Regions from separate parts of the Sus scrofa genome. Here region 1 is linked to region 2. A link is a contact called in public HiChIP or PLAC-seq data. All regions are on one chromosome and are shown on one strand. The core of a region is the stretch at or near the end of the contact, and the rest is flanking DNA. Distances in the headings are between cores, read along the strand shown.

What was found. HiChIP or PLAC-seq counts read pairs in DNA pulled down with a chosen protein or histone mark.
Region 1: a contact with region 2 is called in an H3K27ac HiChIP or PLAC-seq map of skeletal muscle, with 7 times the contacts expected there. The contact joins two enhancer-like sites. A contact is called at or near these places in 2 of 47 Hi-C or Micro-C datasets (fetal heart ventricle and retroperitoneal adipose tissue) and 1 of 2 datasets of contacts at active chromatin or transcription factors (skeletal muscle).

What each region holds. Positions count from the first base shown.
Region 1 is chr1:57,000,590-57,006,939 of Sscrofa11.1, forward strand. The region is part of intron 8 of RNGTT (mRNA-capping enzyme); the gene reads right to left. Among named protein-coding and RNA genes, the nearest start is that of RNGTT, 58 kb to the right of the region's middle. Within about 2 kb of position 3,867, at least 2 of the 83 cell types and tissues checked have an H3K27ac peak or open chromatin away from gene starts, as enhancers often do. A contact at or near this core is called in skeletal muscle, where this site is marked.
Region 2 is chr1:56,258,243-56,264,033 of Sscrofa11.1, forward strand. No RefSeq gene overlaps it. Among named protein-coding and RNA genes, the nearest start is that of TRNAE-UUC, 43 kb to the right of the region's middle. Within about 2 kb of position 3,544, at least 9 of the 83 cell types and tissues checked have an H3K27ac peak or open chromatin away from gene starts, as enhancers often do. A contact at or near this core is called in skeletal muscle, where this site is marked.

The sequences.
Region 1 (6,350 bases), core at 2,617-5,116, 740 kb after region 2:
TATTGCCATGAGCTGTGGTGTAGGTTGCAGACTCAGCTCAGATCCTGCGGCTCGGATCCTGTGTTGCTGTGGGTGTGGTGTAGGCCGGCAGCTATAGCTCCAATTCAACCCCTAGCCTGGGAACCTCCATATGCCGCAGGTGCAGCCCTAAAAAGCAAAAAAAAAAAAACTATATAGAGAACAGAAAAACCAAATTTCTGTTTTACTTTACTGGTTTTCCAGCTTGACTAGAAACAATCCTTCGGGGCAGTCACTGTGATGTGAGAGAGCTAATGGAATAAAACCACCAATTACACATTAACACAATTTAGGAAATACATAATTAAAGAAGAGGAAAACTGATTAAAAAAAAAAACTAACTAGCAGCATCACAGAGTTCTAATCCACATTCATAATAGTAGTCTGAGAGTAAAATATAAAAGTCTTATAAACATCTTAGAATTTAAATTTATCATCAGTATTCATTGTTCAAATATTTGTTAATGCAGAAAGAGATTCATAGTATAGTCAATGAAGAAAAAGCAGGATAAAAATCAGAATGTATAATTATGAGGGTTAGGGAAATAAAACTTTGCATGCATAGGAAAACAGACAGGGAAGTCTACACCAAAATGTTAAGAAATACCATCTCTATGCAGAATTATCAATGATATTTGCTTTCCTCATTATACTTTCTTGTACTTTAAGAAATTTTAGAAATAAGCACAAATGGCTTTTATAAGTGGGGGGGGATTAAAGCTATATTAAAAAAAAATAGAAATACAGTCTCATCAGAGTCTGAAAAACATTTTCCCTTTGGCAATAAAATGAGATAATCAACTTCGTTGGTCATACCACACCTTCAAAATTAGCAGGTATTTCTCCTCTCCTATTATAAAGCATTCATGCTAGAGCTTTTCCGTGGGCAATAAAAACAGAAAAGTTGATAATTTAAATTGATTCATTTCACCACCATCTCTATCCATTTGTACCACTTCCTATAAAATTCACTATGGTTTTTCTTTTTAAATGATTAATCAATTAATTTTTTTAATATTTACTGAAGAGTCAACCAGGTATTGGGCACAGATGCTAGAAATTACAGTAAACAGCACAGGTTCTTCATCTAACCTCATATAATTTATACTCATACCAAGAAAAGAAGATGTTAAACAAATAATCCCAACATAATAAATACTGAAAAAGTACAAGACGTCACAGGAGCACATAAAACACAGAATCTGTCAGAGCTTGGACATCAGGAAAGGCATTCCAGAGGAATTCTCATACGACTGATAATAACAGCAGGCTATGAGCACTTAGTGAGCAATGACCATGCACCAAGAAGCATTCAAAGCTCTTTACATTAACTCAATTAAGCCTTACCACAACCTTACCACGCAGGGAAAAACACTATCCCCATGTTCCAGACGAGGAAACTGAAACCTCAGTAAGTTAAGTAACCTGCCCAAGGTCAAAAGCTGGCAAAATAGAAAAGCTGTCCTTAAAACCAAGACAAGAGCCTATCTCAGCCACCTCCCTCTACAGTATACTGCCTCTGACCTGCACTGTGCAGGAGTTCACTAAGCAACCACTAAAGGGGGGAGGGTAAAGAGAAAGAGGACAGGTGTGTGGTGATAACCAGGGCTTGGTATACACAGACTACCAGATGCAATATCCTTGAGATAAAAACAGAAGGTACATGATCTGGCAAAAACAACCAAAAATTCAGAATACAGAAGCATAGAAAAAAGGGGTATAGCATGGCTTGAGACTAGAGAAGTAATCAAGAACTTGGTGTTTAATGAAAACTATTTTTAACTTTATTCTAAAAAGTGGAAAGCCCCTGATATGAGAAACAGAAACCACATGGGTAATTCAAACACACGAGATATAATAGAGGAAACAGGTTACATGGATATTGGAAAGCTGAAAAGGTAACAAAGGAAGATGAAGTTAATCTAGAGATGAGTAACTTGGGAAGCACTGCCCCCCAGAGGGCTGCAGGAACAGAACAGAAGGGGTGTGTTATCAGGAGCCAAGAGCTTGGAGGTAGGGCACTGTGAGGTCTGAAAGATGGTGGGGAAGTCCATGGGGCTGAGGACTCAAACCTCTAAGGAAGTGGCACCATACTGCAAATGGACCTCTAAGGAGAGGAGCCCTGCAGCTCAAGTATCTATCTCTTCGGAGGAGGAGATCCAGAGGGAGGATGCTCTAAGTGCGGAGAGGACAGAGGGTAATGGGTGAGGAAATACTGGCAGCACTCATCTGCCTGGGACACCTCGTCCAGAGCTGGTACCCATGAGTGGGAGCAGTACGGCTAGTCCTGGGAATGTCACAAGGAGCTGGAGACCAAGTGAGAGTTGTCATGGGCTGCTGGAGAGACAAGGAAACCAGAAACAAAGGAAGTCCCTTCCCTTGACTTCCAAATTCCTGCCAGTGCTCCCAGCAGTAAATTCCAACAGGAAGCGAGCTGGCAAGGGAGTCTGAGAAATGCAGATTGCAGAGTCTCCTACTACAGTTTCAAAGAGTGGACCAGAGCTGAGAAAGAGTAGGTAAATAAAGAGCAGACCACTGAAAGCCTTTCTGCAAACTAGCAATATAACCTGATCTGCATTTTTAAGAGTTCACCCTCACATAAAGTATACTCCTAAAGGGTAGGAACCAATCTGAAGACCAGAGAAATTACGAGGCTTCCATAGTACAAGCGGGACTACAGTGGCAACGATAAGTCAGAGGTAAGTGGATACATTCAATACATTTGAGAGGTAGACTGACAGGACAACGTGCTATTGATTGGCTACAGGGCCGAGGGAAGAGACGCTGAGGATGACTTCCAAACTTTGGGCAGGAGGAAGGGGGAGGCCTGCATTTGCCGAGCTATGGCGCGATGGAAGAGGAAGGAGTACCTGTTCAGTTAAGTTAGGGAGGAGTGACAGACAGGATATGGACATGGATATTTTCACTTTTACACTGGAAACCAAAAGGCCCAGATATTCTCTTTCCTTGTCTTAGCAAGTTGGAAACAGGCTCGGGATCTAAGTCAGACAACCTAACGCTCCTTCCCAAAACTTTTAACTTGAGTGACAGTGAAGCACAGGAATAGCTGAAAAATGATTCAGTGTGAGAGCAGAGGCATTGTCAGCAAAGTGCCAACAGTGGCTTCCTACTCAAAGTGTTCCTATGCTTGACCTTGGCTCAGGTTCTTGCTGCCTGGCTTCCCTTGATTCCTAGCCATTTTCTGAGACTGGTTCTCCTGAGAGCCTTCCAATTTATTCCTTTGCCTAAATTAGCCAAAGGTGATTTCTGCTGCTGACAGTCAATGTAATAATGCTAATAGATGTGCTGGTTCTTTTTTTTTTTTTTTTTTTTTTTCATTTTGCCCGCTATATACAGCTGAATTCAAGTATGTTACATATGCCTATGACGTAACCCGCCCATAATGTCCCCCAACCTATCCTCAATCCCAACAGTTACATGATACCATCATTTTACATAATAACATCATGCCAAGAGATATGTCATCTGTTTCCTGTCCTTCAACAGAGATAAGTGTATAATGTCAAGTCCTGAGTTTACCTTCCCTTTGTATATTTCCCTCCTAAGAACGCACTGTCAAATATCTACTGTTTCTCTACCAGCTACATTTCCTCTCATTTCTATTCCCAATAGAATTAGTACACAGTCCCTGAAACCTAATTCTCAAGGTTGCAGAGATATATAGATACAGAGTCAGGTATATTAAAATTTCTTATAAAGAAATTTCAGTTTAGAGTCACTTCCCCACATACAATTATAAACCTTCCTGACATTAGAGCAGCTGGTCAGACTCTGCCCCCTTCTCACCAACACCTGTCAGAGCTTATTCCAAAAATGAAACAAGAACAGCTGACTTGCTAAACCCCAGCTTTCTTCCTTCGCCATGGGTGCTTATGCACACTTTGCCTTTTTCTCTCTCTAGCTCACCGCTCAGCAAATTTTATCTCTGGTAATCTCTTTTGCAAAGTATATCCAAGTCCCCTTTAACTCATTTTTCCCTCATTTCTTTAAACTCAAAGAAAAAGGAAATTTATGTTATATATATTTTACAATATTTTAATGAAAAAACATTTTCCTCCTTTTCACCTCATTCACATAGTTCCAATAATGAACCTGAGAAAGCTCTGATGAAGGCTAGTGACACATCTGTATCAAGCAAAATTAAGTTTTTTTAAAGTCATTAAGTTTTTGATCCACCTAGACAAAATAATCAGTGTCACAGAGTCCCCTCAGGAATTAAGCAAGCTTTATAGGCTTGGGAACCTAACAATCATTCAGACTAGAATTCTATGGAAATACAACCTAAAGTCCACCAACATATACTAAGAAATCTCAGAAGAAAGACTTCAGATAACTTTAAACATCATTGTTTGCACTGCTTCCACGAAAAGACCAATACCTGATGATAAAACAATGTAATCCTACACACAGCCTTTACTTTCAAACATAATGGCTATAATCTATTTATCTGACACAAATAATAATTCAACCTTGAAAACAAAAACTATTTGAAAGAGAAGTGAAACTTTACCTTATTTCATCCTCCCAGAAAGAACTCATATTAAGTTCACTCTTATTTTCACAGTAACAAATTAAAGAGAATACGCACACAAACAGTAACATCACCACCACCAAACCTTTTTAAAATTTTTTATCTCCACTCTTAACAATCACTGAAATGAAGACAGAGTCCTAACATATTCTTCACATAACTGGGATGACACAGTTCTCTTCATCAAAAACTATCAAAATTTTCATTCAACATTATAATAGATTCCAACCCAACAGGTATTTTTATCTTGATTTATTGATCCTATAAGCACATCAGACTTCTTCAAAGGGGTTAGATCCTTTTCAATCTTCCTATCACATCAATTTAAAGTCATGAAACAGATGTGATTAAAGTTTTATAATCTTAAATTCACCTTAAGCCCACAGCTTCATTCTACTATGTGATCACTTACAAACACAACAGTATTTAAACAAACAACATGTATTATTTAATTTTAAGTTGCAAAGCCCATACACTTCCCCATCAGTTTAATGGTCAAACTTTTCTGACCAGCCTTTGATCTTAGAGCGTTAATTGTATATTAAATGGCAGGCCAGGAGTTCCCGTCATGGCTCAGTGGTTAACGGATCTGACTAGGAACCATGAGGTCACAGGTTCGATCCCTGGCCTTGCTCACTGGGTTAAGGATCTGGCATTGCTGTGAGCTGTGGTGTAGGTCGCAGACACGGCTTGGATCCCGAGTTGCTGTGGCTCTGGCGTAGGCTGGCGGCTACAGCTCCGATTCAACCCCTAGCCTGGGAACCTCCATATGCTGAGGGAGAGGCCCTAGAAAAGGCAAAAAGACAAAAAAAAAAAGAAAAGAAAAGAAAAAAAAAAAGCAGGCCAAAAGCATGTCACTGAACATTTGAACAGTTTGCCAATATTTAAATGTCTTCTACTTAGGCATAGTCATCTTTATTTTATATGTTGTTTATACAGCCAATGTGTTACATTCATCCAAGCTTTGTTTAAGTTTGGTACTTGGTAAACTCTGTCCATGGAAAAATCATCAGTCAAAAGACTAACTTTTATTTCAACTTGGGTAAATACAAATAAATCTAGAAGCCCTCGGGATATCTACCATTAAAAAAAATTACCTCTAAGTCTTCTCACTAAACCTCAGAAAACCCTTTAAGTCTTCTCACTAAAACACCATGTATGCCTAATTCTATTAATAGAGAGTAATAATTTTCAAAGCATATATGTTTCTATCTCAAGAAACCCCCTTCAACCTGCAAGACTTAATTTTATGGAAAGCTTAAAAATCAACACAACAAAAGAATCTGGCAAGACACAGGGCCCAGTATCAATTTCTAGATTCTTCCCTCCCACTCCACAGAATTAATGATACTAATACAAATAATCAAGTGTATAATAAGACTTAAAGCAAATTTGTTCCAAACCATCCAATGATTTAAAATTTTAACTTGCTTACCTTATTTACATGAAGCACAATGGTACCGATGCTATCATTATGGGCTTTGGAAAGAAAACTCCTGTTCCAGACTCAATTGTGCTTGCCATCTAGAATGCTAAAAAGTAGGCAGGCAACTGGAAACAAAAATCTCATCAAATAGTATAAAATGATTCTGTCTAACTCCTAGATATATGTTTAACTTCAGAACTGCAGCTTCCTTGTCCTGCTTTCATATTGCCATCCTCCACTGCTCAGAAATTTGCACATGCCTACTGCTAAGCCTATGTATCTATAAAACTATACTATCTTGTCCTAAAATACATTATCTTCAAACTCTTACTCAAAACTCCCTTTCATGAAATC
Region 2 (5,791 bases), core at 2,294-4,793:
AGCTTACATTTTTTATGTGCTTACTACGTGCCCCACAGGGTTTTGCATTGCTTCTTCATCAAAGTCTTTTAAATTTGAGGAAACAGGCTCAAAGATGAGGATAACTTGCTCAAGGATGCACAGTTAATAGAGTAGAAATTTATATCCAAGTATGTCTGACCCAAAGCCCAGACTTCCTGGTTTATCATGATGCTTCTTTAGTGAGTGAAAAGTCCACTGGGGATGGAAGAGCTGTATTTTATTTTTATTTTAAACGGTGGTACTTTGCTTCTGGTGGGTAAGCTGAGTACCTGCCATTTTTCTTGATTATGCCAAGGCTTTACCTATATCCCTCAGAATGAAGGCAAGGAACTAGTCAAAGGACGTTCTTAAGAGTACGGTTTTCATGACTTAGGAAGCAGCAAGGGCAAGGAATGGAACTCTTTGACCAGATCCTATCTCTAGGTTACCACCTAAGGATGAATAATCAAACACACCAAGATGAAAGACTCCACACTGTTAACCCTTTGAGTGGTAGTGATGAAAGGAATTCTAGGAGAGTATGGAAACCCTTGACTGGATGGTACTTGGGAAACTGCAATTTCCTTTGGCATCCCATACTGCCTCTGGGCTTCACAATTGCGGTGTGATTATGAGTCTGATTCTGCTTCAGAGCTGTCTCCACATGTGAGGAGAGGGCCTGGGCCTCTGAGGAGCATGGCTTTTTGGAGCATGTGTTTGTGTTCAGTTCATGGATGGATTGGCTCTCCATATAGGTGACTACAGCAATATTTGGAGATACAGCCTCAGGGGAAGAAAGCTCAAAAATGTCAAAACCATGGGTTCAGTAGCTAGAGCTATGTAGCCCTTCCCCTCCCCCCAGATTCCTGTGGGATGAAGAAAAACTTTCATCATTGGATTTCCTCACTTTTGACGATCCAGGATGTGGTTGTGGTAGGCCAGAGTGTGGTTATTTTGAAATTTGAGGTTTCTGCCCAGCTACCTCCAAGAATTCTTAGTGGGTGGCATTGCCTGTGTCCTTTCAGACTTAAACGGGAAAAGAAGTGGGTACAGAAAGAAGCTTTTGTCTAGAAAATGCAGTATTTTCATGTTTAAGCTATCATTTTTACAAATGAGACATAGTATCATTAAGCCATAGTATGTAACGGGTTTTCAGCTAGAATTTTGTGATGTGCTTTTAAAAACAAAAAACAAACAAAAAACCCAAACATATCAGGTCTATACAATGGGCCTGCTAAATTCTGAACTCTTTACACCTTTTTTCTCTTCAAAATGCCCCAAACTTCATGCTGTAATTTTAACTTATGGTAAAGATTTTACTGGTTGACATGTTGGCAAAAAGAAAGAGGTGACATATGAGTTAAGACTTCAGTTATCTGCCTTTTAATTTTTTTAAAAACTCTTTTCCATTATGGTTTTATTACAGGATATTAAATATAGTTCCCTGTGCTATGTAATAGCACCTTGTTGTTTATCCGATGCACTTTGATTTAGGCTAATTTTCTAAATTTCAAGCTGTACCTAATGGCCTGTCTGCCACGTGAAGCAGAAAGCCACAGATGTCCTCTGAACAATTGTTTGAAAGTAAGGCATTTCAACAGCTCCTACTACATGAGGAGACCACCTGGGCATATAAAAACCATCTTTCATTTCAAAGTGGACAGGAAACACAAGACATTCTAAAACATTGCCTGGAAATCATGCAAGAAAATTAAGTTTTCCTTCAGAAATAATTAGGCTTGAAAACAAATATGCCCTGACTAAAGCAACGGGGCTGGTTGGCAGAGGAGGAGAGTAAACTGCTATCCAGCTATTAGAGGTGTTTATGAAAGTGGGGCAGGAAAGTGCCCATGAAACTAGGCCAGACTCTAGGTTCATAACCACAGATGATCTGCTGTGACATAATTTTTTATAAGGGCTCAAAAGTGTGGCAAACATTTATATTGGAGGACAAAAGAAAAAGCAGCATCTAGAACCGCCTATGTGGTAAAATGCCAGATACCATGGCTCTGACAGTAAGAGGAATTTTTTTGTTCTGCACCTTCAGAGTTAATTTTCCTCTCCTCATGAAGTCCGGAGGAATTACAAAAATCTTTTATATCAGATTTGCAAATCCTGATAAGTTACCCACCCCTACTCTCTATCAGCTTGCCCTTTCGACAGGCGGTGCGCAGTAAAATGAATAAATTCAGCATATTTTCCTGTTCACCAAGCATAAATTATTACTAACTGTGGTGAGAGGCTATTTGAAAAGCCGTTTTATTTTCTATACCGAAAAGCTTCTTTTATCTATAAAGGATTCTGTTTGAAATCGAAGTAGATATTGTCTTATCTTTGTGACCCCAGGAAACTGAACTAGAATGACATATTTCTACTCTAAAGAGGGCAATGAGAGGATTCATGTGTACGCTAGATAAACTCTGCTAATCTATTCCTGCTCTTGGATCAGATTTCCAGTCTGTGAAACACTAGGAGACTCACTCTAGCATTTGTATGTGATACAACACCATTGAAATTATCTATGAGTGTGTTCTAATTGGCAGGCTTCAGCCGGGGGGCGGGGGGAAGGGCAGGGGGATGCGGGGGAGGGCACGGGCGAGTAGGATTGGACCCTGTGACCTCAGAGATCCCTTCCAACTGACAAGCATTCCAAGGCTTTCATGCCATAGCCCTTTAGTAATAGGCTGCTGCCCTGATATTTTTGCCCAGCCTTTTAGCTCTAGTCCATTAAGTCATGATTTCCCTCAAACACCGTCCCTGAAAGGATGGTAGCAATTTGGCAAAGTGTCAGTTCGAAGTAGCACTAACAAAATGTGTATCTATCCAATGATCATAGCTTTTATTCATTGACAAACAGCCTGGAAATTCATAAATAGTTTTCATGTGATAGCACATTTCTTCTATCCTCATTTCATCTGAGCTCTGTCATCATCATAAACTGGGCATTGAACCATTGAAGCTGGCATTCAGCATTAACATGTGATATGGTACCCCTCACCATTTTGCTCGTTCTTGGTTGCTTTTTCTTTCTTTTATTTATTTATATGTTTATTTTGGAGGAGCGCAGAAAGGATCAATGATTTCTAAAAATGAACATTTTAAAAAAGTGAAGTATAGTTGATTTACAATGTTGTGTCAGTTTCTGGTGGACAGCAAAGTGATTCTGTTATACACACATACACATATATATTCTTTTTCGTGTGTTCTAAATGATAGGTTATTACAAGATATTGAATATAGTTCCCTGTGCTCTACAGTAGGTCCTCAGAGCAGTATGTATTTGCTAATCCCAAACTCCTAATTTATCCCCCCCAACATTTCCCCTTTCCTAACTGTAAGTTTGTTTTCTGCATCTGTGAGACTGTTTCTGTTTTGTAAATAAGTCCATTTGTATCATATAAAAATGAACATTTTTAATGAAGCCACTATTTGGGCATCAGTGCTAGAGAAAAGAGATTGGACATTTTGAACCTTGTGTGGTAAGGCAGAAAATAATCCTGAATCAAAGCCTCTTGGCTGCGAGCAGGGCTGACTCACAAGCTTGGCTCTTCCATTCAGCAGGAAGCAGCACTTGGAGGGGACTGACTCACTTGCCCAGGCAGCACGTGCGTGAGGTTGAGCCGTGAGACCAACTGCCTCACAAGCCGTGGTGGTGGTTCTCTCTGCGAAGTGAAAAGCATGTGAAAATTATTCATCCTCATATGTTAGGTCTTAAAATAGTTTGCTCTGTTGATCCATTTATAAGAAACGTGCAACCACTTTTCTCAGCCCACCTGGGTGAACGTTCAAATGACCGAAAACAGTTTCTGGTAGAAATACACGCGGTATAAAACGTTGGCATCAACTTTGACTTCACTCCCTTTTCTGCCTCGAAATCTCTCTTTAGTCACAAAATAGTTACCCCTGAATTTCCTTATTGGGGAAGCCACCCCATTACCCAATTTAGGTCCTTGTCACCTCTCACCTCTGTCATCGCCATTGCTTTTAAACAGCATGAAGTGGTTAGGATTTCTTGGTTGCAAGCAACAGAATCCAAATCTGGGTAATAAGGGATTACTGGAAGGACTCACAGAATCAGTAGGAGATGGGCAACTGGGTTTCGAACAGGTAGGAATAAGGCATCTCTGGAAGCCTGGAAGCAGGAAGCAAACACCTGCTTCATAGCAGCTTGAATCTGTTTGAGGTCAGGACAGCTGTGGCCATAGACAGTGTGCCATTTCTTTTGATCTCATGTCATTGGTTTAAAGTGAGTCCAAGTGACACCTTTGTCCCTGGATGTGCTGGGGTGAAAAAGAAGAAAATCTTATTCTATGGCTTCCTGGATCCCTGGAATTACTGTCCCTCTAAGACGACACATAACACATGGTGGAATGAGGTAATCACCCAAAATAAAACTGGTGAGAAAGGATGCTTGGTGACAAATACCCTGGAGAAAGGATTTCCCCCTCCAATCCCTCATCCCTCCAACCCATTTCAATTTAACAAACATCTAAGTATTAACCCCGCACAAAGTGCAACATTAGGTATTGGGAATTCTGGGAAAAGGGATCTTCTACACTTTGCTACCAATTGCACTGCATTTGGCGGGGCCATGTACTCTGACGGCTTTTTTTAAAGACAATATTTTTCAAGAATAGGTTTAGGTTCACAGTACAATTGAAAGAAAGTTATCGAGAAATTTTCCATATGACCTCTGCTTCCATATAAGCAGAGCCTCCTCCATTACTGACATCCTCCAGCAAAGTGGTACCTTTGTCACACAGGTGATCATCCTACATTGGTGCATCATAATCACTCAGAGTCTGTAATTCACATTAGGGGTCACTCTGGGTATTGTATATTGCGGAAGTTGGAACAAATTAATAATGACTTGTATCTACCTTTGTGATATTATACAAAGTATTTACACTGCCCTAAAAATTTTCTGTGCTGTACTTATTTGCTCCTCCCTCCAACCCCTAACCATTGACCTTTCTCCTGTCTCTATAGTTTTGCCTTTTTCGAATGTCACATAGTTGGAATCATAGTCTGCAACACTTCCCAATTGTCTTCTTTTACTTAATACTACGCATTTACATTTCCTTCATGTCCTTTCATGACTTGATAGCTCTGTTTTTTTTTTTTTTTTTTTTTTTTTTTTTAGGGCCTCACCGCCCGGCATGTGGAGGTTCCCAGGATAGGCGTCTAATTGGAGTTACAGCTGCCGGCCTACACCACAGCCACAGCGATACCAGATCCAAGCTGCATCTGTGGCCTACACCACAGCTCACGGCGACGCTGGATTTGTAACCCACTAAGCGAGGCCAGGGATTGAACCTGCAACCTCATGGTTCCTAGTTGGATTCGTTTTCCACTGTGCCACAATGGAAACTCCTTGATAGCTCTTTTTCAAAGTGCTTAATAACATTCCGTTGTCTGGATGTACTATAGTCTATTTATCTATTCACCTGCTGAAGAGCGTCTTGGTTGCTTCCAAGTTTGGGCAATTATGAATAAAGTTCTGATCATCCATGGGCAGGATTTTGTGTGGATGTAAGTTTCCAACTTCTTTGGGTAATTACTAAGGATCACCATCGCTGGATCATATGTTAAGAGGATGTTTGCTTTTGTAATCCCACGGCTTTTCCCTGAGGAGCAGCAATGAAGAACTGGCCACCGTGCCATGCATTCCAACAACATCTTCTGAGATGATCTGAAGTCTTCCTCCTGCCTTTCCCCTCTGCATCTCTCTGAGTTCTTTCACCCCATAAAGTGCACTCCTCACCTTCCTTCCCCCTGTGTCTTGGTCTTA